Regions from separate parts of the Mus musculus genome. Here regions 1, 3, 4, 5, 6 and 7 are each linked to region 2. The links are chromatin contacts, called in public capture Hi-C and promoter capture Hi-C maps. All regions are on one chromosome and are shown on one strand. Each heading gives the region's core, a stretch centred on a gene start, on an enhancer-like site or on the middle of the called end of the contact. The rest is flanking DNA. Distances are from core to core; before and after follow the strand shown.

The links. Promoter capture Hi-C pulls out the DNA fragments that hold promoters and counts their contacts. Capture Hi-C pulls out chosen DNA fragments and counts their contacts.
Region 1: a contact with region 2 is called in a promoter capture Hi-C map of pre-B cells, with 2.9 times the contacts expected there. The contact joins the promoter of E130112N10Rik here to the promoter of Foxj2 in region 2. A contact is called at or near these places in 2 of 39 promoter capture datasets (the C10 cell line and pre-B cells).
Region 3: a contact with region 2 is called in a capture Hi-C map of macrophages, with 5 times the contacts expected there. The contact joins the promoter of Pianp here to the promoter of Foxj2 in region 2. A contact is called at or near these places in 2 of 39 promoter capture datasets (embryonic stem cells and pre-B cells), 1 of 484 Hi-C or Micro-C datasets (B cells), 2 of 115 datasets of contacts at active chromatin or transcription factors (embryonic stem cells and large pre-B cells) and 1 of 9 other capture datasets (macrophages).
Region 4: a promoter capture Hi-C map of 3T3-L1-derived adipocytes shows a contact between it and region 2, with 4 times the contacts expected there. The contact joins the promoter of Mlf2 here to the promoter of Foxj2 in region 2. A contact is called at or near these places in 5 of 39 promoter capture datasets (the 3T3-L1 cell line, 3T3-L1-derived adipocytes, cranial neural crest and 2 more), 3 of 115 datasets of contacts at active chromatin or transcription factors (astrocytes, embryonic stem cells and large pre-B cells) and 1 of 9 other capture datasets (embryonic stem cells).
Region 5: a contact with region 2 is called in a promoter capture Hi-C map of cranial neural crest. The contact joins the promoter of Chd4 here to the promoter of Foxj2 in region 2. A contact is called at or near these places in 1 of 39 promoter capture datasets (cranial neural crest) and 1 of 115 datasets of contacts at active chromatin or transcription factors (astrocytes).
Region 6: a contact with region 2 is called in a promoter capture Hi-C map of pre-B cells, with 3 times the contacts expected there. The contact joins the promoter of Gnb3 here to the promoter of Foxj2 in region 2. A contact is called at or near these places in 4 of 39 promoter capture datasets (embryonic stem cells, hippocampal neurons, pre-B cells and 1 more).
Region 7: a contact with region 2 is called in a promoter capture Hi-C map of liver, with 2.3 times the contacts expected there. The contact joins the promoter of Ltbr here to the promoter of Foxj2 in region 2.

The regions. Positions count from the first base shown.
Region 1 is chr6:125,229,068-125,232,986 of GRCm38.p6, forward strand. It overlaps E130112N10Rik (RIKEN cDNA E130112N10 gene), which reads left to right and starts at 2,202. Exons shown (of 2, transcript NR_015604.3): 1 at 2,202-2,287. It overlaps Tapbpl (TAP binding protein-like), which reads right to left and starts at 2,793. Exons shown (of 7, transcript NM_145391.2): 1 at 2,467-2,793; 2 at 1,488-1,730; 3 at 1,078-1,350. The coding sequence starts at 2,530. It overlaps Cd27 (CD27 antigen), which reads right to left. Exons shown (of 6, transcript NM_001033126.2): 6 at 3,555-3,919.
Region 2 is chr6:122,818,497-122,822,092 of GRCm38.p6, forward strand. It overlaps Foxj2 (forkhead box J2), which reads left to right and starts at 1,688. Exons shown (of 11, transcript NM_021899.3): 1 at 1,688-2,474.
Region 3 is chr6:124,994,689-124,998,503 of GRCm38.p6, forward strand. Pianp (PILR alpha associated neural protein) reads left to right here and starts at 2,032. Exons shown (of 6, transcript NM_175696.4): 1 at 2,032-2,251. It also overlaps a transcript of Cops7a not described here.
Region 4 is chr6:124,930,071-124,933,675 of GRCm38.p6, forward strand. It overlaps Mlf2 (myeloid leukemia factor 2), which reads left to right and starts at 1,318. Exons shown (of 9, transcript NM_001170341.1): 1 at 1,318-1,516; 2 at 2,029-2,106; 3 at 2,341-2,467; 4 at 2,707-2,742. The coding sequence starts at 2,057.
Region 5 is chr6:125,093,935-125,097,568 of GRCm38.p6, forward strand. It overlaps Chd4 (chromodomain helicase DNA binding protein 4), which reads left to right and starts at 2,047. Exons shown (of 39, transcript NM_001346610.1): 1 at 2,047-2,326; 2 at 3,153-3,331. The coding sequence starts at 3,232. It overlaps Mir7045 (microRNA 7045), which reads left to right and starts at 3,090; the gene lies at 3,090-3,152.
Region 6 is chr6:124,839,013-124,842,822 of GRCm38.p6, forward strand. Gnb3 (guanine nucleotide binding protein (G protein), beta 3) reads right to left here and starts at 1,263. Exons shown (of 10, transcript NM_013530.1): 1 at 908-1,263; 2 at 652-738; 3 at 355-393. The coding sequence starts at 708. P3h3 (prolyl 3-hydroxylase 3) reads right to left here. Exons shown (of 15, transcript NM_013534.5): 14 at 3,060-3,200; 15 at 2,077-2,827. The coding sequence ends at 2,663.
Region 7 is chr6:125,311,573-125,315,275 of GRCm38.p6, forward strand. Ltbr (lymphotoxin B receptor) reads right to left here and starts at 2,313. Exons shown (of 10, transcript NM_010736.4): 1 at 2,018-2,313; 2 at 1,818-1,914; 3 at 1,422-1,547; 4 at 1,180-1,338; 5 at 698-794; 6 at 471-550. The coding sequence starts at 2,113. It also overlaps a transcript of Scnn1a not described here.

The DNA.
Region 1 (3,919 bases), core at 952-3,451, 2.4 Mb after region 2:
TGTAGAGCCGGAGGGTGTGGTAGTATATGCCTGTACCATCAGCTACTAAGGAGGCATGACAGAATCACAAGTTTCCAGGCCTGCCAGGGCATCTGGGTGAGACCCCTGTTTCACAATAAAACTGAAAAAGGAATTGAAGCTGTAGTTTAGTAGTAGAGCTCGTGTTTAGCACAAGGCTCTAGGTTCTATCCTCAGTATGGGACAACATAATACTAAAGGCTAATGTTTTAGGGGTTTGCAGGGATAGGAGAGGGGCCCCCTCATCGTCATCTTCTGTGGACTTGATTTTCTCCTTTTTGGAGGCAAAATAATGAACTGGACTCTCCAGGTGCCTGTCAATATGTTTCCTCTTGGTTTTGAACCTGGTAGGAGGTACTAAGTGGGAGAGAATGAGGAATGGGCTCACTAGTAAGAGCTACTGAGCACTTCTTTCTCCCTGTGCTCTGCTGTAATTGCCATGAAGCACCAGACCAGACTCCCTCTCCCTGGGAGGAAACATGAGTTTGGCTAAATAAGAGTGTAGTGACATGTGTAGCTACAGTGTCCTCATGTGTTGCTTCCCCACTTTGGAGAAAATACCTGATGATTATTATGTTTTGATGCTTGCTCGAATAAGGATCTCCTAGCATCCCCTCTTCTTGACTCAGGATATTTTAGAAAGAAAAGATGAAGCTCTATGGGTACCTCAGGAGGACCTGTGGGATATTTGTTTTCTTCCTTCTATCCCATCTCTAACCACAAAAGAAAACAAAATACCAACCAACAAACCAACCAAACAAACAAAAAACAAATTAAAAAAACAACAACCCCCCCCCCAAAAAAAAAAAAAAACCAAAACCAAAAAACCAAAAAACTATCTTGGGGCTATTGAGATGGCATAGTGCATAAAGTGCTTGCTGCCAAGCATAGTGAACTAGTTCAATCCCTGGAAACCACATGGTAGGTTCTATAAGCTGTCCTCTGATCTCTACCTATGTGCTGTGGCATGTGCACACGTATGTGCGCATGGACGCGCACACACACACACACACACAATAATACAAAATGTTCCTGTGCCACTGCATTTTGTTTTCTCACCTTGAGTCTTCACTGTGCCCTGGGCACTCAGAGGTAGGTTCAGTGTAGGGTGCCGGACAGCTCCAACTTCAGCATCTCTTAGAGTCTTCATCACCATGGAGACACTGGGGCCACCTCTAGAAACCTGCATGTTGCTGATGAACCAATGTGCTTTCTCAAAAGTGGCCTCTTGTCTGGCCTGGAGGAAATACTTGGAGATCTCGCAGGTCACTGCCTTCCCGCTGCAGTCAGCATGGAGCAACGCCTCTGCCTGGGGAATCTGTACCAAGTCCACTGGGGAGAAGGGCAGCATACAGAAGTAATGTTGGATGGACAACGCCAGACCGGGGGGGGGGGGGGGCAGGCGTGGGTAGATAGAACTGGGAACGGGGCTGTTCCTGTGGAGGAAGCCTAGGATGGGGAGATTTTACCTGAGGCCTCAAAGATAACAGGTGAATCCTGTTTGGTCTCAGTGCTCCCCTGGAAATCTGTGATGCCTTCCAGGGAGCCATCATCCAGCACTGGTACCTGCTTCAGCACAAGCAAGGCCCTCTCCCTGTCCCCACTGCTGGCAAAAGCCCCGCGGTGCCTGTCTTCTGTCACCAAGAAGCAGTCTAAGATGATGTCCGTGGGCTGCCGCTGTCTTTCTGCTGTGGTGGGCGCTGTGGGAGGGTCTGCAGGGAAAGTGGAACAAGCACCCTCGTCCTCCACACTCTTCCCACCCCTTCACCAAGCCCCGGGCTGAGCAGCAGGTAAAGGTGCCTTCTGAGCCCCGCTGTCCTGGTGTCATCTATAAACCCAGCTTCTGCTGAGGCACCTGCTACTCAGGCAGCGGCTCTGTGAGTTATTTCAAGTCCTAGATCTGTCCTGATCAAAGCCAGAGGGGTTTATGCTTTGTATTTCTGAGTCTCAGCTGTGGGATGCAAGGGAATTTCTGGAAAGGAATTCTCAGGTTAAAAAAAAAAAAAAAAAAAAGGAATAAGAAATACTGCCACAGGGGAGAGGAGCCAAGACACTGCTGTTCCTAGGGACATTGACAACCTTTTTCTCATCACCCAACTTTCCCAGAGGCCTCTGCTTTCTGCCATAGCCACGCCCACCAGGAGTCACCAACCCAATGATTTCTTAGCCTGGGGAGCCCCTTCCTCTTCTAAGGATTCAACTCAGGGCAGTGAGCTGTCCCACAGAATGCTAACACCCTGCCTTCCCATCGAGGAAGCCCCCCTTTTCTGTGAGTTCTCTGCCGTACCCCTCTCCAAACTGGTTCCGCATGTTGTGAGTGCCGCACTCATTTGCTGGGCTTAGCAGACAAGCTGGTGCTGTTCTGAGAAGGTGGCTTCCTGGGGCTCCTTTAGCTTGGCGCTTCCTCCCCCCCAGTCCCCCAGGCCCCAGCCTGGTCTCCGCACTCACCAGTCCCTGCTGCCCCAGAGACAGCCAAACAGAGCAGCAGATACCAGCTGGGCTCCAAGCCCATGGAGGCTACTCTCAGGCTCTTCCTTGCTGGCTGCCTTCTCCACAGTTCCCCTGCTAGTGATCTCTGGCTGAAGAGGGGGTTCTGTGAGCACCCTCACTTAGCACCTGTGGTCTCCGTTCTCTTATCGTTTCTCTTTCACTTTCACTTCAACTGCCTCTGTGGCCGCCCGCCCGAGGCCAGTAATGGCTGCAGCCAGCTCTGCTTTCTGTTCTCCCTAAGGTCCACCCCGCACCCAAGAAATCCCCAGGTGATTTCAAAACCTGGTATCACCACATCAGCTTTCCCATCAGCCCCAACTATGAGAGGGCTGGAGAGGGGGTGGAGCCAGAAGATAGATTCCCCGGTACTCTGGACCCTTCTTCCTTTCAGTCCATGTTAAATCCTTTGGGTCTGCCCTGGTGACAACTCCCTGTTCAGATCTGTGATCGAACAGACGAGATGGGGTGTGGCCTAGTTCTAGGATTGGAATTTTAGGAGGCTGGACAGCTATGTGAAGTCTCACTTTTAACTTGTATTTGTGTATATGCGGTGTATACACTTGTGTGGGTGAGTATGCCCAGCCCTGCCTGTGTGTGGAGGCTCGGTGAGGGCACTGGGTGTCTTGCTCTATTACCCCACCTTATTCTTCAGAGACAGGGTCTCTTTCTGAACCTGGAATTGTTTGGTAGCCAACAAGCACAGCAGTGATCTCCTGCTGTCTCTACTCCAAGCCCCGCCCTTGTCACACCACTTAACCCCTTGAATTACAAGCTCAGGGCCACACTGAGGGATTGTTTGTTTGTTTGTTTCAGTTGTAGGTGTGCGTATTTGAAGTTAGCATTTACACTATCCTTCTTCCTAGTTCACTGTCCCTTCTTTTTTTTCTTCTTCCTCCTCCTCCTCTTGTTCCCCTACCCTCATTCTGTAGGAAGGGGAATAGCACATGGAGAGTGTCCATAGCTGGCTTGTTACTAGAGTCCCTGGGCCGTAAGGCTTGGCTCCGGGTTCCAGTGTTTGCCTGCACAGAGAGAAGGGACAATGTGTATAGAAGTAGACAAATGAATTTATTTATAGTTTTAGCTCAACTGAGAGAAAGTCTCAGCCTCAGCTTTCCCACAGCACTGTCACAACTTACAGAGAAGACAGAACCAAGGCCAGGAAGTCTGTGTGTCTGTAGATAGTGTCTCTCACGGCAGTCAGTCCTTCTGGTACCAGGGCACCTGCCGGTGGCTCATTCCATTTTTTTAAAAAAAATTATTATTTTTAATCGTGTGTGTGTGTGTGTGTGTGTGTGTGTGTGTGTGTGTGTCCGTCCTGTGTTTGTAGATGCCAGAGGAGGTCAAAGGTGTCAGACCCTCTGAAAGTAGAGTTACAGCTGGTTTCGATCCATTTGACAGTGCTGGGAATCAA
Region 2 (3,596 bases), core at 438-2,937:
CAAGATCCTCCTCTAGCTGCCCTTGAACTCAAGATACTCACAAGTGGGTGCCACTAGGCTGGAGGAAATGAATCTTTTCACATGGATACTGGAAGTGTGGGGAGGGAAGAGGCTTTGTTAGGGGGCTCACTGACTGGCAATTTGAGAATGACATGTTTTCCCAGTTTAAGCCAACAATGTACTAGAGGTTTAGACCCTGGCTCTAAGGCCATTTGGGTTCAACACCTGACACAAAGTAACACTACGAATTGCATAATGGTGCGAATTACATGAACTCAGACACAAACAATATCTTCAAGCTGTAGTTACACTCTAAAGGCCTGATACTGCTGCATGGAATTGCCAGTAAGAATCAAGTGTGATAACACACGGAGAGTGTGAAGCCTTAATGCAGACGTTGTATGTGTAATGTGGTTATATGTACAAGAATGTAAGTAAATGGCAGTAGGCATATATTTAGCCAGAAGACAAATGACATCTCTTTCTACAGGGAGTCATCAAACTGTCATCTTTTTGAGCAATTCAAATATCAAGTGAACAATTTCTTTTGTCTTATCATTTTATAATAGAACACAATTGGAGAAAAGTAAGCCAGAGGGTGATATACCTAAGAGTTTGTACTGGAATAGCATGACTGGGGAGGTAAGAGATGGGCTAACCTGGTTCTATTTCCTGTCCCAGGATGGAGATTATTCTGTAAGAAGTAGAGGGATGTGCTGAGAGCCCATTCTATCTCCCTGTGGCACTCAGGATAACATAGTCTATAGAAATGTCACTTGACTTTAGCACAAAGGTAAAAAAAAATGACATTTTATAAGGGAAATGAATAATCATGCTTTGAACCCTTTGTGTACTAGACCATTTTAAAAAGCAACTCGTAAATCATTTCCTTTGGTGACTGCGACATCCATATTAGTAGGCAGGCCAGAGTATCATAGTCCCTTCTTCACAGGCTATGCTTCCAGAAACTAGGGCCTTGCACAAGTTTGCAGAGCCGAAACTAACACAAGACCCCATTTCCCGATGCTCATTTCTCTATAACAGACTCATTTATCTTTTTATACATCCTCGATCCAATCTTTCACTGACCTCCAGGATAAGAGTAAACTTTAACTTCACGCCCGGCCCTATAACCCTTTATAAGCTGTCTGGAAGAGAAAGAGAGGAGCCATCAAATGCGTTTCTGAGAAAACTGGGAATACTTGTCTTAGGCGTAGACCACAGCACAATGAGAGGTGTGTGTGGCCCTTAGCGTGGACGCTGGCATCGCCAGTGCCCGGGACGGAGGGTCGGCGACCCGTGGGCTGCGGGGCTCCGCGCTCCTCCTTAACCCGCGCCGGGAGGCGGCGGCCGCGGCGGCGGGAGGGGGAGGGGCGCGGAGCGCGGCGCCGAGGCCGGGGAGGAGCCGGGGCCTGCAGCGGAGCTGAGCCGAGCCCGAGCCGAGCCCCGACGCGCTCCGTCCGCCTGCCGGCTCCTGGCTGCCCCGACCGGTCGGAGCCTCAGAGGTGGCAGCGCGGGGAGCCCCACGCTCCGGGAAGCGCGGCGGACGGGGGACGTGACCCGGGAGGCGCTGCCGCCCGGCAGCGGGTGACGGGAGCCCGGACCGCGGCCTCCGGGACCCTGCTGTCCAGGCCGGCCGGCCAGGCGGGCGGGAGCCGGAGTGCGAGGACCCCACCCTCGGGACACCCTGTGCCGGGACCTGCTCCCTCTCCCTTGGGAGGGAGGACCCTCCCTACTCCCCGGACAGCCAGAAGAGATCGCCGCAGGGCACGCGGCTGTCCCTCCCACGGTGGCTCCAGCGGAGACCCCCAGAAGTCGGGAAGGGTAGTGAGACCTGAAGGACCCGGAGTGAGACCTCCCTCACGCCTCAGCGCACTCCAGACAGTTTGGGACTTTTGAGGCAGAGAGAAAGGGAGCCATGCCTGTGGAGTAGGCACCCCGCATCCCACCCGGGACTCACCGCGGAGAGGCGTCCTGATACGCACAAGCCAGGACCCTCCAGGGAACCGCCAGGAATTGGTTCCAGTTTGCTGGAGAGTAGAAGACCTCGCCCCTCAACTTCCGTGCACCTAGACAGTGGACCGGGGCAGAGCCCCTCCACTCAGATCTCCAACTGACAGAAAGAGCCCTCAGCCCCTGAAAGATCCAGTTTGGGGGGGGAGGGGGATTCCCCCAAAGGGGAGGAGACAACTCCTGGCTGGGAGAGGCTCCTCCCCTCCTCCCTAGGGTAGCAGGCAGGGGGTGGGGGGTGTGCCATCTTCCCCAGGTAGGTCCTCCCTCTCCCCCTCCTCCTCCTTCGACTCCTCTTCCTCAGGGGACTCAGTTCCCTGCTCCAGCCTGGGAGGCTCCGCCAGGCACTGGAAGAGTCACTGAGGATGCCACCTGTCACCTGCCTCTGAAGAGGGGAATCCCTGCAACCTCAAACTTCTGTACCAGGTGGTTTCCTCCAGCGGCGGGGGGAGCCTTGGAGACAGGTTAGTGCTTTCCGTTCTGTAGTCTTTAGACACCAGGAGGTGTGGGGAGCGGAAATGGTGGAGCTTAGGGTTCATTCGAAGGGAAGAAGAAAGACCCCTGGGAAATGTCTTCCGATGGAACTTTTGCACTGGAACCCACATGTTGCTTCAGAGACTCTGAGAAATGGCCTTTTAAGATTTTGGAGTCCAAAGGGTTGGGTCATTTGCAGCCCCTAGAGAAGTTGATGCTTTGGACTGAGAACAGACAACAGGTGCGTTTTCAGGACGCCATGGTGTTAGTAACTCAGGACACAGCACAGTCAGAATCCCACAGCACTGTCCATCTTTGGGTCTTGTCCTCTGGTGACTGGACCTGCAGTAAATGACCTGCAGTCGTGGGGGCATTTTATGGATTGTATTGTATCGTCCAGGGCATGCCTAAGTCAGTTTAATATTCAACAGACGTCTTCTTTCCAGTCTATTACAATGACTGCTTGCCTGACTGGCGACAGGTCCCCGCCCACTCTGTCTTGGATACCAGGAGGGAGGCCCCTTTTGACAACCCTACTTCAGGCTGGATATCTGCCTCTCTGTGTAAAATCCAAAGGGAAATGCGAATGCACATGTCCTGGAATGAGAAGGAACTGTCAGGGCAATGCACCTTGGTGGGCTGGAGTCTTCCTAGATACCAAATCTGCCTTAGTCCCCTCATGTGTCCTGCCATTCGCTGGAAAAATCAGCTGAATGGAGGAAGAGAAGAAGGTGCTTCCTAGCTTCCTTCCACCCGTCCCTCTATCTTCATGAGCTGTCCACCAGGGAGGTCTGACCTCTGAGGAGTTTATTTTAGAGTTTCCTCCAGGAAAACACCTACTGGTCTCATCATCTCTCTTCTTGCTTTTTCGTTTAGTTCTGGGTCCCAGGAACCTTGTGTTGAAAATTTTCTTCAAAATCAAAAATCTTTAGAAAGAGCAGGAGAAAACGTGCTAAGAAATCTTCCTGGTTGAGCCAGAGTGGCATTTGTAGCAGAGCTCTGATTTTTCACCCGAGGTCACTAGCTCGAGACCTGCACTTCCTGTCTGGTGGTTGGACCATGCCTCGTCTTCTGTGTGGAGCTTCCTCCCCTTAGGTTTTCAGTCTCTGCCT
Region 3 (3,815 bases), core at 782-3,281, 2.2 Mb after region 2:
TTATGAAGGGGGCACACACTGGTGGCTTTTCCATTGTACTTATTTAGGGTGTGCACGTGCATGTGCTCGCATATGGCGGTCAGAGGACAACGTTGTAGGAAGGGGTTGGTTCTCTCCCCCCACCCTGCGGGTCTTAAGTATCCAAGGTAGCTTGTCACGTTTGATGGCCTGCTGAGCTATATCTCACCGGCCCTTGAATATTTTGAAAGGGGAGAGCATGCTATGGTTTAGCTTTCAAAATATTACCGGTAATTGTAAAGAGTATTTTGTAAAAGATGAGGACAGAAATGAAGGAGCTCCTAAGAGGGTACTGCAATTTCAGACACAGGATGACTGCGTGGATCCGGCTTCGAACAATAAACGAGAAGGGGGTAGACTCTGCGCATGCGCTGAAAGTGTGGGCTTTCGCACCTGCTGGAGACGCAGGCATAGGGAAGGAACCGGAAATCAAAACACCTTTAGCCTGAACAACAAGGAGTTGTCATGTCCTAGGATGAAGAGCTCGGGACACAAGAGGGTTGGGGGTGGGATGGCTCAAGCCATCTGCTTGAGTCACATTAGGTTTGCCTGGCTATTAGACATCGGACGGAGTGGATATGTCAAGTGGGCGGTTGGACAAATGAGTCTGGCACTCATTTGTAAATTTAGGACTCACTGACATTTACAGAGTGTTTAAGCCCTGGGACTGGATGAGATCACTGGACAAAGAATGTGGAAAGAAAAGAAGGCCAAGGACTAAGCCCTAGGAGCGCCAACATGTCGAGGTCAGAACCGAGGAAGACAGTAAAGAACAGCCAGAGGGTTGGAGGGGAGCCAGGAAAGTGTGGTTTCCTAGAAGTTTGGGGCGCAGGGTTGGGGGGGGTCATGCAGGGAGAAGGGTTAGGTATGAATGGGTAGGGTCAAAGGAATTTTAAAAAAGATTTATTTATTTATTATATGTAAGTACACTGTAGCTGTCTTTAGACACTCCAGAAGAGGGAGTCAGATCTCGTTACTGATGGTTGTGAGCCACCATGTGGTTGCTGGGATTTGAACTCAGGACCTTTGGAAGCATAGTAGTCAGTGCTCTTAACCACTAAGCCATCTCCCCAGCCCCAGAATTCTCTTTATTACATCTAATTAGTGTATGTGTCACACCACTTGTTCAGGGGTCTGGTGACAACTTTCCTTCCACCATGTGGGTCCTGGGGATAGAACCCAGGTAGTCAGGCTTGGTGGCAAGCACCTTTGTCCCCTGAGCCATCTCCACGGCCCAGGTCAAGGGAGTTTTAAGAGATTAGAAAAGGGCACTCAGAAGCCTGAATCTAAGTGAGCCCGTGTAGACCATTTGGGAACAGACAAGGAGAAACTTCTAGAGGGAACAGCAGGGTGCAAAGCCCCGAGGCAGGCTTCTAGTGCCTCTGGTCTAGGAATATTCCCCAACTGCACTAAGGCTGTGCCGAAGAAATCCTTAGGAAAGAAAGCTGGAGATACCCAGAGGCAGGAATCTACGGGGGCCTCCTTGTGAGCCATAGTGAGTGTTGGATATTCTGAGTCTCGGAAAAGCTAAGTATAGCAAATGGTCTTGAACCATTTAAGGACTGTTTGGGTTGCTTCAGGGAGAATGAATTATAAGAAGGATCATAGTGAAATGAGGAATTAATCTGCTGGGGGCACTCCAATTTGCGTATGCAGTCTTCTCTCCCACCCCTCTTTGGTCCTCTCACCCACGGTCTTGAGCTGCCTTTCCACCTTTGCCAGAGTTGGGGACTCAAATGTATGGATGACTCAGAATCTCAGACTGCTTGGGGGTCAGAAATCATGAGGTCTGTGAAGCTGCGCTTAGGTAGAGGGGAAGCTTACCATCACTACCCAAAGGAGGTTGCGTCCCCCCAACCCCCTCCATCCCTGCTCCTCTTCCCAACCTTGCACCTGGACAAAAGCTGAGCTCGCAGCGTAGCAAACGAAGGGTTAAGTCGTGCGTGGCCTACAGACGTGAGAAGGAGAGGCGGAGACCAAGTGGTCCTAGTCGCCCGCCGAACCCAGCCGAGCCCGGCCGAGCCCAGCCGAGCCCAGCCGAAGCGAGCGTCTCCCGCCGCCGCCGCCGCCGCCGCCGCCCCGCGCCCCGGGCGCCCGCCCCCCTCCGGCTCCAGCTCCTCGCTGCCAGCCAAACCTCCCGACCATGCCCGGCGCCCCACCCGTTTCTGCGACCCCCCAGCCCCGCGTAGCTCCGAGCGCCTGCAGTCGTCGCGCCGCCACACCAGGCATGCAGGTGAGCGAGGGGGACCCAAAGCCCCTACCCGTAGGGAGCAGACTCTGCCCTCCCAGTGCCAGCTCCGCGTCCTTCGCCCCCCGCCCCTCCTGGCGCGGTCTCCAGCCGCCTCCAGTCTCCCAGAGCTCCTTTCCACAGTGCCCTCCATCCCTCCGCTGTCCTGACTCCATCCTACCCTCTTGGTGCAGCAGTCAACGTCTCCGCGCCTGCCACCATCCCGCCTTTAGCTCATCCTGCAGCTTCGGGCATCCTCCTGCCTCAGGTCCCCTTTCCGCTCTGGGTGCTCCCTCCAAATCCCTTGGCCGATCGTTTCCTTATTTTTCCCGGTTCGCACCGCTTTCCAACCCTATCCAGGGAGCGCAGGCCTGTGGGATTGGCGGGATTGGGGGGCTCTGCTAGAGATGGGGCCCGGTTCCCCCACCCCACCCCCAGTTCGTCTTCTGCGCACAACAGGTCGGTGAGGAGCGCGAAGGGGGTGGGGTGGCGCACCAGCTTGGGGACTGCGGACTTCCTGGAGGGGGTGACAGAGGGGTACGGGGTGTGTGAAGGGGCTGGAGTTGACATTGGTGGTGGTGGTGGGTTGTAGCCAACGAAGGGGCAGGTATGCCCTGGAGTAGCGGGCCACTGGTGTCGCCGAGTCCTTATTCGCTCCACTGGTTCGGCTACCATTTCTTTCCTCCCGTTTCTAACCTCCTCCCACTAAGCCCCCCGGCCTCTTTCCTTTCCCTTCTCTTTCACCTGGCCTCCAGCTCTGTCTCCATATCTCTTTCAATTTCAAGAAACAATTCCTAACTCCTCCATCTTTGCTGTTCTGTCCACCCCCCACCTCCGGTCCCCGTCCCTTCCTTTTTTGATTTTGCCTTCAACACCGTGTTCTAATCTGTCTCAATGACTCTCTCCCCGTCTCTGATCTCCACCGTCCTTTTCTCTTCCACTCTCTTTGCTTCTGCCCTGACCAGACCCCTCCATCCTCCTGCCTGATGCCTGTTTTCTTTTCCCTCCCTGCCGTCTTCTCTCTTCAGCATCCTTGGCCAATCTCCTGTAGCCCCTCTTTCCTCCCCATCTCCTCCCTTCCCAGCTGCTGTCTGTCCGTCTTCTCACTCTTGACCAACCTTTTCCCTCGCAGCCTTTCACCTCTCGCACCCCCCTCCCCTCCCTAGTTTATTCCCTGGGGTATTCAACACGCAGACGGAGACTAGGAATCCAGAAGACACAGGGTGTCACATGTTTCTTCTCTCTGAAGATCCCAGCCCCTCGGGCCTCACCACCCTCAGTTTGGAGACTGCACTTCCTTTCAGAACCAACCATCTAGATTCTCCTAGGACTTTTCCCCGGAGCAGCCACAGTTGAGGGGGTGGCTTCCTTTGAGCTCCACCCTCTTTCAGAATGCACCCATGCATTTGGGTGGTTAAGCATCAAGAGCAAACCCCAAAGCGTGTCCTGTAGCTTTCCTCCCACCGACTGTTTTCTCCCGCTTGTCTGAAAAGGCAGCTAGGCAGCCAGCTTCTAGGCTCCATCATAAAAGAAGTGCCTGGCGCTTCAAGAGGTGACCGGGCTTCTAGCA
Region 4 (3,605 bases), core at 68-2,567, 2.1 Mb after region 2:
ATCAAATATCAATGAAAAACACATTTTCTCCTTTTTTTTTTTTTTTTTGGCTTCACTTTGCCAATCTGTCAGCTTACGTTAACTATATCACTGTTTCTTCTCTTAGCACTATTTTTTTCCCACTAGCAATGATCAAATCGAAAGAAGCTGAGAGTCTCTGCTCCCAATCTTTTCCTGAGTAACCACTGACCCTTTTCCCTCAGGGAGTTGGTTAGAATAAACCTTTCTCTTCAGATCAGGTTCCACACGGTACCAATGTGGCTGACAGCCAGAGTAAAGAACTTGGGACAGTTTTGAGTTTGGATCTCTGTGGGTCAAAGTCTACCCAATACAGTTCAAATCCTCTGACCCAAAGGGGAGGGCTCTTCTCTCCAGCTCAGCCAGATTTTGTGCAAGACAATTAGTATGTCAAAATACCAGTCTCTGGCTTTGGAGTCAGCCCTCTTGGGCTTACTTTTTAGCTCCACCCCTGGGTGATTCTGCTTAATTTAGCTCTCCACCCCTTTATTCTTCTAAACTTTAGTCCCTTGACCTATCTACCTGCTCAGAACAAAGAAAGTTTTAAAGACCTACGACCTAAAGGAACTGGACTATAGCTTAGTGGTAGGGCATGTGCTTGGTATGCCCAAGGTCCTGAGTTGGGTCCTGAGCACTAAAACCAAAACCAAAAAACGACAACAAAAAGCAAACAGACTTCAGAACTAACGCCTTTGCCCAGGCCAACCCTTCACAGACAGGTCCTGGAGTGGTCCAGAAGCCTAAGCCAACACCGAGTCCTAAGGAGCTAAGGATCCAGCCCGGCCCAGGATCGCCCTCTGGCGGCCAAACTCCCAACCTGGATTCCCTTCCCTGGTTGGCCTTTTCCAAGGCTTAACTAGACCTGAGCTAAATTGTCACCTCCTTCTCTGCGTCACTCGGAGGACACCGCCCGCCCGAGCGTCTCTCCAGAGGGACAGGCCCACGCGCTCCCCTGGTTAAGCGCCCCTCCTGCAGTGTGTTTAAAGGTCCCCGCAGGGATCCGCCCCACCGATCGCCCCCAGACAGCCCGCCTCTCCCCCCCCCCCCCCGCAAAAAAGGTGCGGCACACCCTGCCCCCACGTTGCGCTCAGCCGGTCCCTCCCGATTCCGCTCCGCCCCCCCCCACCTTTGCAGGAGCCTCTTCCTGTCCCCAGATCCCCGAGCCAGCTTAATGACACCTCCCACCCGCCCCAGAGGACCCGCCCTCCGGGGCTCCACGGCGCGCGCGCCGCCCTCCCTCCCAAGCAGGTGGGCGGAGCTCCCGCAGCCCGCCCCCGGGGCCGTCCGTCGTGACGTCACTTCCGTTCGGGCCTGACCGAAGATCGGCTTCTCGGGCCGAGGGCGGGGGTACGGAGGTGGCAGGCGAAGGCAGGAGGCGGTGCGGGAGGCGAGAAGCTGCCGCGCGGACCAATCCTTGCGTCCCGGGCCGCGACCCTGCTCCTGCAGCGCCCCGAGGAGAGGCCGGCCGGATGGGCCGCTGAGCCGGAGTCGGGGACCGGTGAGGCCAGGGCGCCGCGGCCCGCACGGCTGCAGGGATGCGATCCCGGGAGTGGACCTTCCTCTCCGGCTCGCCCGGCGGGAGGCACGGGCTGGGGCAGTGGCGGCCCGGATCGGTGGGCAGTGAGGCCTGCCCGGGGAGGCCTGGTAGCGCCCAGTGCCAGCAGAAGGCGGAGTAGTTGGGGGTCATTAATGGGGTGGCGGGCCGCCGTTCGAGATTCTCATCGAGTCTGGCGTCGGAGGAGGAGCTGACCGTGGCTCGGGGAAGAGAGGATGGCGGGCGGGGGTGGAGGGGCACCACTAAGAGGCTTGGGAAAAATTCCATGACCGGCTTGGAGAGCTGCTGGCTCTCAGGTCTCATAGGTTATATGGCTCACCTGGCGAAGGATCTTCCCTGGAGTTTGGAGGGGTCAGTGATAGTGTATGCAAGAGGCAGCCTTAAGAGTAGCAACACTGAGCTGGTGTGCATAAGCCTGGCCGCCTGCAGGAAACACAGCCTCCGTATCTTCACAGTGTGGAGCCCCCTGGAGCTGAGATCACGATGTTCCGCTTCATGAGGGACGTGGAGCCTGAGGATCCCATGTTCCTGATGTGAGAATTCCCTCCCCCTCGCGCCCTCAGCCCATTCGGATTCAGGTCTGAGCAGTTCAGGCAGACCTTTGAGTTGGTTCCCTTGGCTGGAACCAGTTAGAATTAGCTGGATACTCAGCTGCCGCTCTCAGAGGGAAGCCGGCATCCGTGCCACTGTGTACCCTGACTTCATTTCGGGGAGGTGAAGAAGGCTGGGGGTTAATCTGCCTTCTATAGTGTATGCTCACTCCGCAGGGACCCCTTCGCAATTCACCGTCAGCACATGAGCCGCATGTTGTCAGGCGGCTTTGGATATAGCCCCTTCCTGAGCATCACAGATGGTAACATGCCAGCAACCAGGCCTGCCAGCCGCAGGATGCAGGTAACAGTTGGAACATATCGAGACCTGGGGTGATTAGTTAAGTATGCTGCAGTTCTTGCCCTACAACCAGCTTTAAAGGGACATGACCTGCGTGGGAGGCAGACGAGTGGGGTCAGGAGTCTGGGAAAGGGGCTGTGTGACTCCTGTGGAAAGAAGGAAGGGGGGAACGGAGGCACTGACCTCCTTTGGTACATACAGTTGGTAGGGTGTAGTTCTAACTTCAGTTTCTCGTCTTGTAGGCTGGGGCTGTCTCTCCCTTCGGGATGTTGGGAATGGTGAGTCCCTGTCTTCTCTTCCTGTATCTCTTGCACAAGTGCATACACTCACGTGCGCGCGCGCACACACACACACACACACACACACACACACACACACACACCCCTTAAATGTTATTTCCAAATGCACCACTCTGGTGGTCTTAAAAATCTTCTCTTTGGATAGTTGACATGGTTCAGAGCCCATTGACTATAAGTTAAGGAGCTAGGGCTGCAGAAATGGCTCCCGAGTTAAGAGCACCTGGCTGTTCTTCCAGACAACCAGGGTTTGATTCCCAGCACCCACATGGCAGCTCACAACTGTCTGTATTTGTAGTCTTAGGGCATCTGATGCCATCTTCTGTTCTCCACCGTCATTGCATGAATGTAGAGAGCAGACGTACATGCAGACAAAACACTCATACACAGAAAGATAATAACTAGAACACTCAAATGCTACTGACACTCAGAAGTTCTTAATCACTGGGGAAAGTAAAAATGTACAGCGGTTCTTTTGAGGAGGGAAAGTTTGGGGTTCTTTTACAGCTCTAAATATTCAGAGGGGTTTTTTGGTTTTTTTTTGTTTTTTTTTTTTTTTGTTTTTTTTTTTTTTTTTTTTTTTGAGACCAAGTTTCTCTATAACAGTCCTGGCTGTCCTGGAACTCACTCTGTAAACCAGGCTGCCCTCAAACTCAGCTCTGTTTACCTCTGCCTCTCAGTGCTGGGTTAAAGGCAAGCCCTGTCAATCAACATTTAGCGTGATCAGAGGTTTTAATTCATTGCCTTTGGGTCACTTCCTTAAAGATCGGGATGAGCTGGGTGTGGTGGCGAACGCCTTTAATCCCAGCACTCTGGAGGCAGAGGCAGGCGGATTTCTGAGTTCC
Region 5 (3,634 bases), core at 797-3,296, 2.3 Mb after region 2:
TCCTGAGAACAGTTTAGATTTGCTCAGTTCTTTATGACAGGACATTGGGGAACAGTGGTCAGTGGTCTTTCTCTCTCTCTCTTTCTCTCTTTCGTTTTTCTAGTATGGAATAGTTTATTTAGGGCATGGGGAGGGGAGTTGAGGAGGGAGGAGAGTGAGAGAGAGAGAGAGAGAAGTAGAGGACTGGAGAGAGGCTGGCCATCATGAACATGGAGAGCAGGTGATGATGGGGATAGGAGGGAAGGGACAGCAGGAAGAGAGTTAGAGAGCAAGAATTACTAGATATTTTTATATTGTATCATGCATGGTCTCTTTGGTTGTTTAATGTTTCTTCATTATACATTTAATATTTATTCATGGGTGCCCCATTAGCCCAGTTGGTTAGAGCACGGTGCTGGTAATAAATAAATAAATTATAATTATCCGAGACTTGTTTTTACTGTAGCCTAGGCTGACCTTGAATTCACTGAGTAGCAGAGAATGGCCTTGATCCCTTGATCATCTCGTGTGTTCTCTGAGTGCTGAGGTTATTGGCATGTGATAATGTTCCCAGCTGTGACTGTTTCTTGAAGGAAGGCACCTGTGTGTTGGTATCCTCGTTCTCGGTCGGTAAGTAGCTAGCTCTTTACCTTGTTAGTACTCTGTCAAGGGTATGTCGAATGAACTTTAGTGATGGTGAGTACAGAGCAAGGCATGGTAGAGGACTCTCAGTCCATGGTGGTGATAGGCTATCTGTCCACGGAGGCTGCCTGGACTTGAAGGTGGCAGTGTAGAGGACTTCTGGAATGTTGAGAAATAGTTTTGGGATGGGGGTTTGTAATTGTTATGGGATGTTCTGGGTGAGTTAAAGTTTTTCATCATGAAGTTTTATGCAAGTGTTTCATCTAGTCAGCATATTATTTGTTTGAGTTTACACAAACATTCAAAGCTGGAGGGAGGTAAGTATCTAGAACATACCTGGATTTGGTGGGGTTTGTTGGGGCTCGAGGTTGGCTCTTGGTTCCTGAGTGTCTGCAAATGATGAGCTAGGAAGTCTGGGGGTCCTGAACTTTGAGAGCCCAGAATGCTCCTATTGCCCAGGAAGGGACTAAAGTGTGTGCTAGTGGGGACAGGGCAGTTAGCAGTTTGCCACACCCTCTCTGCTCTAGTTGGAAGAGCCTGACAACTTCTAGAGGTGGGGGAGGTTGTGACAATTAGGGGATGTCTGGCCAGACCTGTGTGCGGTGATGGAGTGTAGCAGAAGTATTATGGGATGTGGCACTGGGTTGTGTTGGGACAATTATGGTATCGTGGGCTTTTTGAAATTATGGGATGGGAGAGTAGATAGAGTAAATGATAGGACATTTTCCCAGTGTTAGTGGAGGAGATTTAGATGTCCATTTGTGGGGTGACAGCAGAGCTGCTGATCATTAGTGAGTATCTCTTTGCTAGGAGGAATGGTAATTTATGGACCATGGAGCTAGAAAGAGACTGGGAAGGCTGTGGGTGGTAAAGTGAGCATCTAGAATCTCAACCCTAGTGCAGGGACTGAGGGCAGCTCTGGGGGGGTTGGATATTATGGGATATCAGTATAGAAAGTGGGAGACTGATTATTACGGGATCCGTGTGGGAGGAGGCCCAGTGTCCGTTGTTGTAGTATGGGGTGGGTGAGTTTCTGACAATCATGGGATGTCAAACTGGGGGTGGTTATTATGGGATGTCGGTGGGGGATGGGTTGAATATTATGGGATATGAGGCTGAAGTGCTGGGAGGGGTGCTTATTATGGGATGGCCAAGGGGAGGGAGGGGTAATGAGTTATTATGGGATGTTAGCAGTAAGGCCAAGAGTGAAGAAGTTGGCAAAGAGTGGTTATTATGGGTTATCTAAGGGAGGGGGAGCAGGTTTTAGTTTGTAAAAGATCTGCACTATATGTCTGTAGCCCCGGGCACATATATGCATAGAGTGTGGGGGGCGGGGTGTGTGTATGTGGGGTGTCCGTGTGTATTATGGGATGGCCAGGAGGTGGGCGGTTGCCCAGGTGACGCGCGCGCGCGCTCGACGGGGGCGTGGCCAATGGTTGCCTGAGCGACGAGGGGGCGGGGGTTGCCCGGGAGACCTAAAGAGGAGGGTGGCGGTAGTGGAGGGGGGGGTTGGAGTTGGTTGAGGTTATTATGGGCTGTCCGTGGGGGGCGGGGCCTGTGCGGTGGGATTTCCCGGCCGGTGTTTCGGGCCCTTTAAGAGGCGACGCCGGAGCCGGAGCCATTTTCCCCCCTTCGGCCGCGGCGAGGAGGAGCTGGAGCGGGAGTGACACCGGCGAGACCCAGCGCGACCTGAGGCGGCTCTAGGGTGAGGAGCGCGCGAGGCAACGGGAGAGACATCTCTCTCAGCCCGACGTCGTCCCGGGGGTCATTCCTTCACCTGTCCCTTCTTCAGGCGTCCCGGGGCCCGCGGGCCGTCCCCTCTCCAGGGAGCCGACCCTTCTTCCCCGGAGGCGGCCGGGTTACCTCCAGACGGCGCCCTGCCCTGAGGGAGTCCTGCTCCCCGCCCCCCCCCCCTCCTGGGCTCGGCCTCCCACAATGCCGGGCGAGCGCCTGCCCGCCCGCCCCTCGCCCTTTGCTCGCTAGCCCCCCGGGACACGTGGCCCGGCCCCCTTCCCGGTGGGTGCTCGCTTTCCTCCGGCGTCCCGACTCTTCGGGACCCCGGAGCGCCCGAGCCTCCACGCCCCCTGGTCCCCGCCGTTCCGGAAGAGAACCTGAGTTGTCCCAGAGGACAGCCTTTGGAGAGCTGCCCTGTCTGGGGACTGGCCCCTCCCCGGGCGCAGAGGAGCGCCCCCCCACTCCCAAGTGACCTTGTGTCCCCGAGCACCGGCCGCCTCCCCTGACCCTCTCCGCGCCTCCCCACTCGAACCCCACTCCCCAGGCACTCCTGGCTCAGGCCAGGCTAGCTTCTTCCTTCCCCTCCATGCACCAGCCTGCCCTCGGGGGCGTCATTCCCTCTTCTTGGGGGCTCCTGCTGGGGAGCCGGCTCACGGGCTGTCCCCGAGGAGTGTGGAACTAAGTTCAGCCTGAGTGGTTCGGGTGCTTGGCTAGGGTGGTAGGGCAGGGGGGCGGAAAGAGCGGGTGGGGGAGGGGGACTGCGCGTCACTCACTGTTCTCCCCCCTCCCCCGCACAGTGACTCGGGCCAGTGCAGAGGGCCCCAGGCCGCAGGCAGGAGCAGCTGGGCCAATTCCCTGGCCGGGGAACGGAAGGGGATGGCGTCGGGCCTGGGCTCCCCGTCCCCCTGCTCAGCGGGCAGTGAGGAGGAGGATATGGACGCACTTCTGAACAACAGCCTGCCCCCACCCCATCCAGGTAACATCTTCCCGGAGGGCCCAGGGCAGGAAGATGTTTGATCTTTCCTCGAGACTCCAGTGAGGCTGCGTTCGCGCGCTGCTTGTCCCTGTGCAGAACCCAGGGTGGAGGGCATCCGAAGGGAGTGGTTCTTTTCTGCGGAGCTCTTGTGTGCTGGGGGGTGCTGGGGGAGGTGGAAGCCATGTGCCTCTTGGGCACCACGGACCCAGATGCAAGCTGGCTTCACTCAAGGCTGTCTGGAATGCTCCGCAGTCCCCGGTTGAGGGAGCTCTCTGGGTTAGCTTTACCTCGTGCAGGTTCTTG
Region 6 (3,810 bases), core at 13-2,512, 2.0 Mb after region 2:
TGTATTGTTAGATGCATCTCGACTTTAGAAAGCTCTGTGAGAAAGCATGCATCTTAAAATCAATGAAATGTCACTTTAGACAGCTGCCAGTTTGAGTCTAAGAGAAGTCCTGCTCGCCCTACCCCCATCACTGTTCAGGGTGAAGGCCAGTCTATGTCTTCCGTATCCAATATAATGGCTGGCCCAGAGCAGATCTTAATGGATGTTTGTTGAATTAATTCATGAATGTCTTTCCTCCCTTCAAGGACAGGATGTGCTAAAAGCTCAGGCAGCAATATGTTGCTGGTCCTGAAGTCCTTGCTCAGTCCCCTCCCCTCCTATCATGCCCTGCCTCAGATGGGCAGAAGGTCTCACCTCAGCCAGAGTGATGTCCGCACAGGCTTTCCTGGCATCCTGCGGGGAAAGTGGGCATCAGGGAGGCTGTGCTAGGGCAGGGGGCATGCATATGCGCCTCACATATGGGAGGGCATGGGGCTCTGCAGTTGGGAGGTGGTTTCAAATGTGAGGTCTGGATTTAAAGTCTCTGAACCCTTCTAGATGAGAGGTGTCTAAAGTGTCACCCAAGAGTGAACCCAATCCCTCCCAGGCCACACTCCCACGTGTCCTGAGTTCTGTTCTCCAAGGTCCCCAGGACGAGGGCTCTGGGGTTACAGCAATCTGCTTCTTGAGTTGCTCCGCCTCCTGCCTCAGCTGCTCCATCTCCCCCATGGTGCACAGGTCGAGGGGTAGTTCCGGCTCCTGCCAGGGACATGAAATAGGTCCCCGTCAGACCATGTTTCTGTTCTTTCCATCCTGCCCTACTCCTGTGATGGGGGGCTCTCCCTCCTGGGTATCAACCCCAGCCCTGCCTGAGCCCTCCCCATGGGCCCCCGATCCCAGAGGGTAGAGCCGGCCAGCTCCCTCTTACTTGGGCTCTGGCTGGACTTCTCCCAGGTTTCCGCTTCCCGGGCGCCTCCTCACTGTCTCAGCTGCGATGCCTGCCTGTCACCTGCCCCCCTCTGCTGCCAGAGGAGCTGGCCTGGCCTGGCCCTGACTGAGAGGGAGGGGGGAATGACAGGGAAGGGTAAGGCCAGCAACAACCACGCCAGGCAAATGAAATCAGCTGGCAGGGGTGGGGGAGAGGCCAGGGAGGGGAGGTATGTGGCTTCCAGAGACAGGTCAGCCTGGAGGGGTGGGAAACAGGCCCGTGGACCAGAGAAGAGCAGCACCCCTCTTATGCAGCCACAAGAAGGGGGGTGGGGATAGAGGGGTGCTTCCACGGTCAGTCCGCCAGCAGAGATAAGAGCATCAGCCCACGGATCAGAGACAAGCCGTGAGGATTACTGGTTGCGTTTGGGGAAGTAGAACAGGAGCAGTCATAGCTCCAGTGACCTCCCCAGGCCCTAGCCCCAACCTGTGGTCATGATCTTGGCCTTGTTCAGCAAGCGGGCCAGGAGCCAGAACAGGAGGGTGACAGATGACCCTGTTGTCAACACTACAAACCATGCTTCCTCGTTGAGGGCTGTGGGGAGGGGTGGGGAGGGTCCAAGCAGAAGCTGAGATTAGATGGGCTGAGCAGGATAATCCCTTTTCTCGACAAGCCCCGACCAGCTGCCCTTGGGCCTGATCCTAGTTGGGGGAGTTGACAGGGAGATGGGGGTGGGGGGAGCTGGGCCCATGTGCCCCTGTGTTGTGGGCAAAGAAATGACTACAAAAGAGAACAGAGCTCTGTGTCCTGCTTCTCGGCTGGGGTCTGTCCTCATGCATCCACACATGACTCCCAGGGTCTTAGTGGACTGTGAAGATAGGAGCCAGAGGGAGGGATGGCATGGCTTAGAGTTGGAGGCTCACGGAGCAGCTGTGGCTGTGGCAGTGGCAGTGGTGGTGGTGGCAGCGGCGATGGGGCACCGGGAGGGGGGGTGCGGGGGGGGTCTATTTGCATGAAGCAGCAGGTGGCTGAGATTTCCCTGACAAATCACTGGGCTGTCATGGCTCCACCTCTGAGAGGCCCCAAGACACCACCTGTCCCCACCCAGGCCAGTTCTAACCAACCCCACCTCCAGCAGCCACCAAAACTGGGATAGAGCAGACCAGGCCTTGGCTGGAGAGCCTCATGATCATTATTTATTGCACAGGTTGGGAGAGGATGGGACTGTCTCCTCTGTGTGTTTCTTTTCTTTTCTTTTTCTTTTTTTAAAGATTTATTTATTTATTATATGTAAGTACACTGTTGCTGTCCTCAGACGCCCCAGAAGAGGGCGCCAGATCTCATTACGGATGGTTGTGAGCCACCATGTGGTTGCTGGGATTTGAACTCTGGACCTCAGAAGAGCAGTCAGTGCTCTTAACCGCTGAGCCATCTCTCCAGCCCCTCTGTGTGTTTCTTATTAGAAGCAGTTGCTCTGCACTCCTCCACATGCCTGCCTTTCAGGGAGGCATAGTGATTTTTGTCTGTCCTGGGGACCTTGCAGGTCCCTCAGCTGGGGCCAGACCTGGCTCCCGGGCCTGATGTGCTGTAGGCTAAGTCTGTGTAGCAAGCTTGTGAGTCCAGGGTCTGGTAGCCCTTGTAAGTCCCCGAGATGGTAGACTTGGCATGCTACTATGTTCCTGATATCCTCCAGAGCCTTCTCATCAGTTCCTTCCCAAGTTGAGTGGCCTGATCCTGAGAAGCAGGCTCAGCCATTCACAGTTCCTCTCGGACCCGGACCCGGCGGGGCTTCCCAGCTTTCTCCTGGACTCGCTGAAGCTTGTGACTTGGGGGTTCTGGGGAAGGGTCTCTGCTGAGAATGTCTTCCTCCTCTTCTTCCTCCTCTTCCTCCTGCAGCAGCTCTTTGGCTTCTGTCCACTCCTGGGAATGGGGAGAAGTGTGGTTCAGTCTCCTTTATCCACCTCTCCTGGGCTATCTCAGTCACCCAAGCTTTGCTGGGGGTCTCACCCACTCACAAACTTCTCCAGTGACCACCCCTGGGCTATCTCAGTCACCCAAGCGCTTTGCTGGGGGTCTCACCCACTCACAAACTTCTCCAGTGACCACCTGCCCACCTGCCCACCCCCCCACCCCCTCACCTCTTCCTCCCTACCTGTTCACTGTGCTCAGGTGCCCACGTGTGCCACAGTGCTAGGGCACAGCGCCGTCCCCGAGTCACAGCCCATACACCATGGGGATTCTCACCACCAGAGCTGAAGGCCACAAGGCGCCCACACCGAGGACGGACCTGAGCCTGAGAATGCAGGAACACAGCATCAGGCTTCCTGATTCTCTTACTCTGCCCTCCCTCACTCAGGGACGAGTTTAGGGCAAATGAGAAACTGGCCCTAAGCCAGGAAGGAAAAAGGCAAAACGGGGGCTGCCGAACATGGAAGCCAAAGTGGGCAGAGCCTTTTGGAGGGTCTCTTGTTGGTTCCCTATCCTAGAGCCTGACCTTTCCTGCCTGACTCCATAAGACTGGAGAGAAGAAATCTGAGGGCCCTGAGGCAGCCCCGGAAGGGATGGAAGGAGACAAGGACCTTGGGTGCATGCATTTCCCCCCTGAGAAAACACTCGATTGTGCAGGAGTGCAAAGACAGTGTCTGCTCCTTTATGTCCATGCTTTAGGGTGAAGAGTAAAGCAGAATTCCTCTGTGTAACACAGGCTAGCCCAGAACTCCTGCCTCAGCCTCCCTAATGCTAGGATTACAGGTATATATACTACCATGTCTACGCCTCTTCTTGCCCCATTTCTAGGTCCAGGAATAGAAGTCTCCATGATCAAAGAATGGGCGAATAGCAACAACTACTCATTGACTGTTAGTAATAACACAAGGTATTGGCTGATTCTTTTAAGCATATTA
Region 7 (3,703 bases), core at 1,063-3,562, 2.5 Mb after region 2:
CGCATCCAAGCATAGTGATGAAGCCGGTTAGAATTACGTCACAGCACAGGAATGTTTCCTGGCATAATATGTATAATTTTGAAAGTGTAAGAAAAGAGTCTAGGGATGTTCTAATCTCCAGGCCCTCTATGGAGACAGGCTCACTCTGTAGCCAAGGCTAGCCTCAAACTCTTGATTCTTCTGCCGCAGCCTTTCAAGCGCTGGGGATTACAAGGGTGCACCACCACACCTGCCTTTCCAAGTTTTCGTTTTTTTTCTTTTGGTCCAAACTCAGGGTCTTATGTATCCCAAGCAAGCGTTCTAACCATGGAACTACACGCTACCTCCTTCTGATTTCTTCAGAAGAAATGTTTCTGACTTTGTCTAACCCTGGGAAGAAAGATGCACTGTTCCCTGTTTCTGTGGATGAGGGGGGCTGAGGCATCTTCCCAGACCGACCCTGCCTTGTGTTCCTCAGCCCGGTGTCTTACCTGGCTCTGGGGGATTTTTACAGATGGTATCCGAGTAGGAGGTACCTGGAGCTGCCTCCACCAGGCCCTGGATCTCACATCTGTGGAGAAACAAGACTGTGAGCTTCTCCCTGCTCCCCTTGGTGACTGGCTCCAGGAACACATGGTCGGGATGGCCGGAAGTCAAGGATGGAGGAGATGACAACCCTTGGGTTTCCTGGAGGTGAGTGGGGGAAGGGCCCTCTCACCTGGTATGGGGTTGACAGCGGGCTCGAGGGGAGGAAGTGTTCTGGAAGTGTCCCGGCTTACAGGGGACACAGTTGACGTCAGTATCCATAATTTCATCTGGCAAAAGAAAGGCAGGCCAGTGGGGGTGAGTGGGTAAGTGTGAGGACTCGGTGGCCTTCCTTTACGTCCCCTCTTTGCCAACCATTCTGCTCTGTAGTTGCTACCTTTCCCAAGCTTGGCTTTGCAGCCTGCCGTTTTGCCCAAGCTTCCCCAGGGCTGACAGGAGGGAGCTACCTTCTAAGCTCCTCATACCAGTTCATGTCTTGGCAGACCCCCTCCTGTGAGCCTTTTTCAAGGACTGATAGATTCTTTATGGTTCTCCCAGTGGGCAGAGGTACCACACTCACAGTACCAGTGGGGAGAAGCACCATGCGCACAGTATCACGTTCCTTGCCCTTGATGCCCAGCCTCCCTTTACTGGCTGCCCTCAGTGACCTCTGACCTGTGACCTCGGCTTCTGTGCCAGGCTGGCAGAGTACAAGCCGCTCCTCCTCACAGTGCACACACTCATTGTCCAGATACACACAGGACATCCCCGGCTGACAGCGGCACTCGGCTTTCCGATCGCTGGTGCAAGGGGCAACCTCCTCAAAGCCCAGCACTGTCAGGGAGAGGGAAGAGTCAGAGAGGAGCTGGCCCTCCCAGTCGTACCCATCATGCAGATCCAGATGAGTCCCCACTTACCAATGTCACAGGGGCGGCACAGCTGGCAGGTGGAGAGATGGTTCCAGTGTTCATTATAGGAATTATGGGGGCAAGTCTTGCAAACCGTGTCTTGGCTGCGGCTGCATACCGCAAAGACAAACTCGCCTATGAGGCGAATGGGGAAAGAGGGTTATCAGGAGACAAGAAGTCCATCTCTGCGTCCGCTGCCTCTGCTTGCTGCATGCCTCGGAGCCTCTCCTTGGTCTCTTTGTCCCCATCCTGTCTTCATGGCTACATGCCGCTACCTCTTCAAATCTCAGTGTCCGTGGGACAATGCTAATGCTTCGTAGACTCTCCTTCCTGGCTAGTTTTAGCAGTGCTGGCTCATTCTGGCTCACCTCTACCACCCAAGCCACTTGGAGCCACTGTTCTCACCTGGGGGACAGCGGGAGCAGCAGACGTCGTGCATGGGCTCGTAGTATTCCTTGTCCTGGTCCCAGCAAGTCTGGTTTTCTATGCGATAAGGGGGCACCTTCCAGAGGAGGCGGAGAAAGAGAAGAATGAGGCAGGGTCAGCTCTGGAGGGCAGAAGGGCTAGAGAGAAACCTGGTCCATCCCACCTAGCCCCTCCCTCACCAGCTGGGGCTGAGAGGCCACCAGAAGCCCGCTGAGTCCCAGCAGGAGTGGCCCCCAGGCCAGGCCGCAGGGAGAGGAGGCCCGGGGCAGGCGCATGGCGGCCTTTCGGCTCGGCTGACCAGACCGGGTGGAGTCCTAGGAGGAAGGTGGGAAGCCCGGACGTCCTGAGCAGCGTTGGCCACGACTTCCCAAGCCTGGCGGCTGGGCCGACGTGCCCCCGGGGGCCGGGAGCGGCCGGGCCTGGCCTCCAGGGCTCCAGCGCCGGGCTCAGGAAGTGGGAGTGGAGCGAGCCGGCCGGGGGCGGGGGCAGGGAGCCCTGGGAGCAGAGGCCGGCCTGTCGCAATCGCGACGGGGGGGGGGAAGAGGAACAGGCTTGGCCGCCTCGACGCAGGGCGGGAGGGGGTGGCCGGGAAAGCACGTGAGAGCTGCAGGCCCGGAACCCGGCCTCCACCTTTCTTCGGAAGCCTGGCTCTCAGAGGGGATTGCGGATTAGGATCGCTTGCTGGCCGAAAGGGGGGCAGCAGAGACAGTGGCTAGCCATCAGTCAGGCCCACCTCCGAGAGCCCGAGGCAGAGCTGACTTGGTTGACCTGCCGTGGACGTTGAGGCAGAGAGCTGTGGACAGCTGGGTGTCAGATTTGCAAAGAGGAGGCGCCAGGGATTGACAGTGCACCCAGCCAGGATACCCAGAGGTGGTTAGCAGATGCAGCCAGCGTCTGGCCAGGCATCCCACTTGGCAGAGACTGAGGGCCTGCTCCACTCTGTGACTTTTTAAAAAGAAGCTTCCACAGTAACAAGCCCACCCACGCCACACACCAGGGCGCACACCACAAGACACTGGAGAGAGTTCAGCTGGCCCTGAATCTGTCCTCTCCTCTGGGACCTCTCTCACGGAAGGGTGGGCGTGTGTAAACCCAGGTCCTGGTGAGTGGGGGCTTCTGGGCTGGGGCTGGGTAGCCTAGTTCCAGCGTGTGTGCACATAAGCCTATAACTCTCTTAAACCGAGGGACCTGAGAGCCCAGCCAGTGTAGGTACCTTACTTTCTAGAGAAGACCTGCCCAGGGTGCCAGGCAGCGGTGCACAGGGTTCCAAGATCGTTAAGCCTGGTGGGCCTTTTCTTCCTGCCATTAATAGCCCAGAGCTGCTGGAAGTATGTGACACCCCTTTTTCCCACGTCTACTGATTCCCAACCCCCCCCCCCAGCCCCCTTCACACACACACCCCTCTAAATTTCTATTAAGAAAACAGCCATGGAGCCCCCAAGGAACCCTAATGTCTGCCCTGTGCTCCTTACTAGGCTATTGGCTGGCCCGTGGCCTGGTTTGGCTATTTAGTCTAGGCTCACGGAGTCTAGCATGATCTGGCTTATGCCACTGGCCAGGTACATATTCGTTGTGTAAATGAAGGCTGTCCACACCGCTTAGCCACTCTGGAAGAACTTAACTGCAGTCCAGATCTGATTTTCAGATCCCAGCCCATGGCAACATCTGTCCTGCCTCCCTTGTGACTCGGGGGTGGGGGGTGGGGTTGGACTCTCATTTGGAATGAGGGAAAGCCTTCTCTTGCAATAGCTCACCTGAGAACTGACCTTTTCCATGGTGGATCAGATATCCAGACAGGCTTTCGGTGGAGCCTCGAAATGCTGGCAAGGGATTGAGTTTTAGAGAAGACCTGGGGAGAGGGGGGA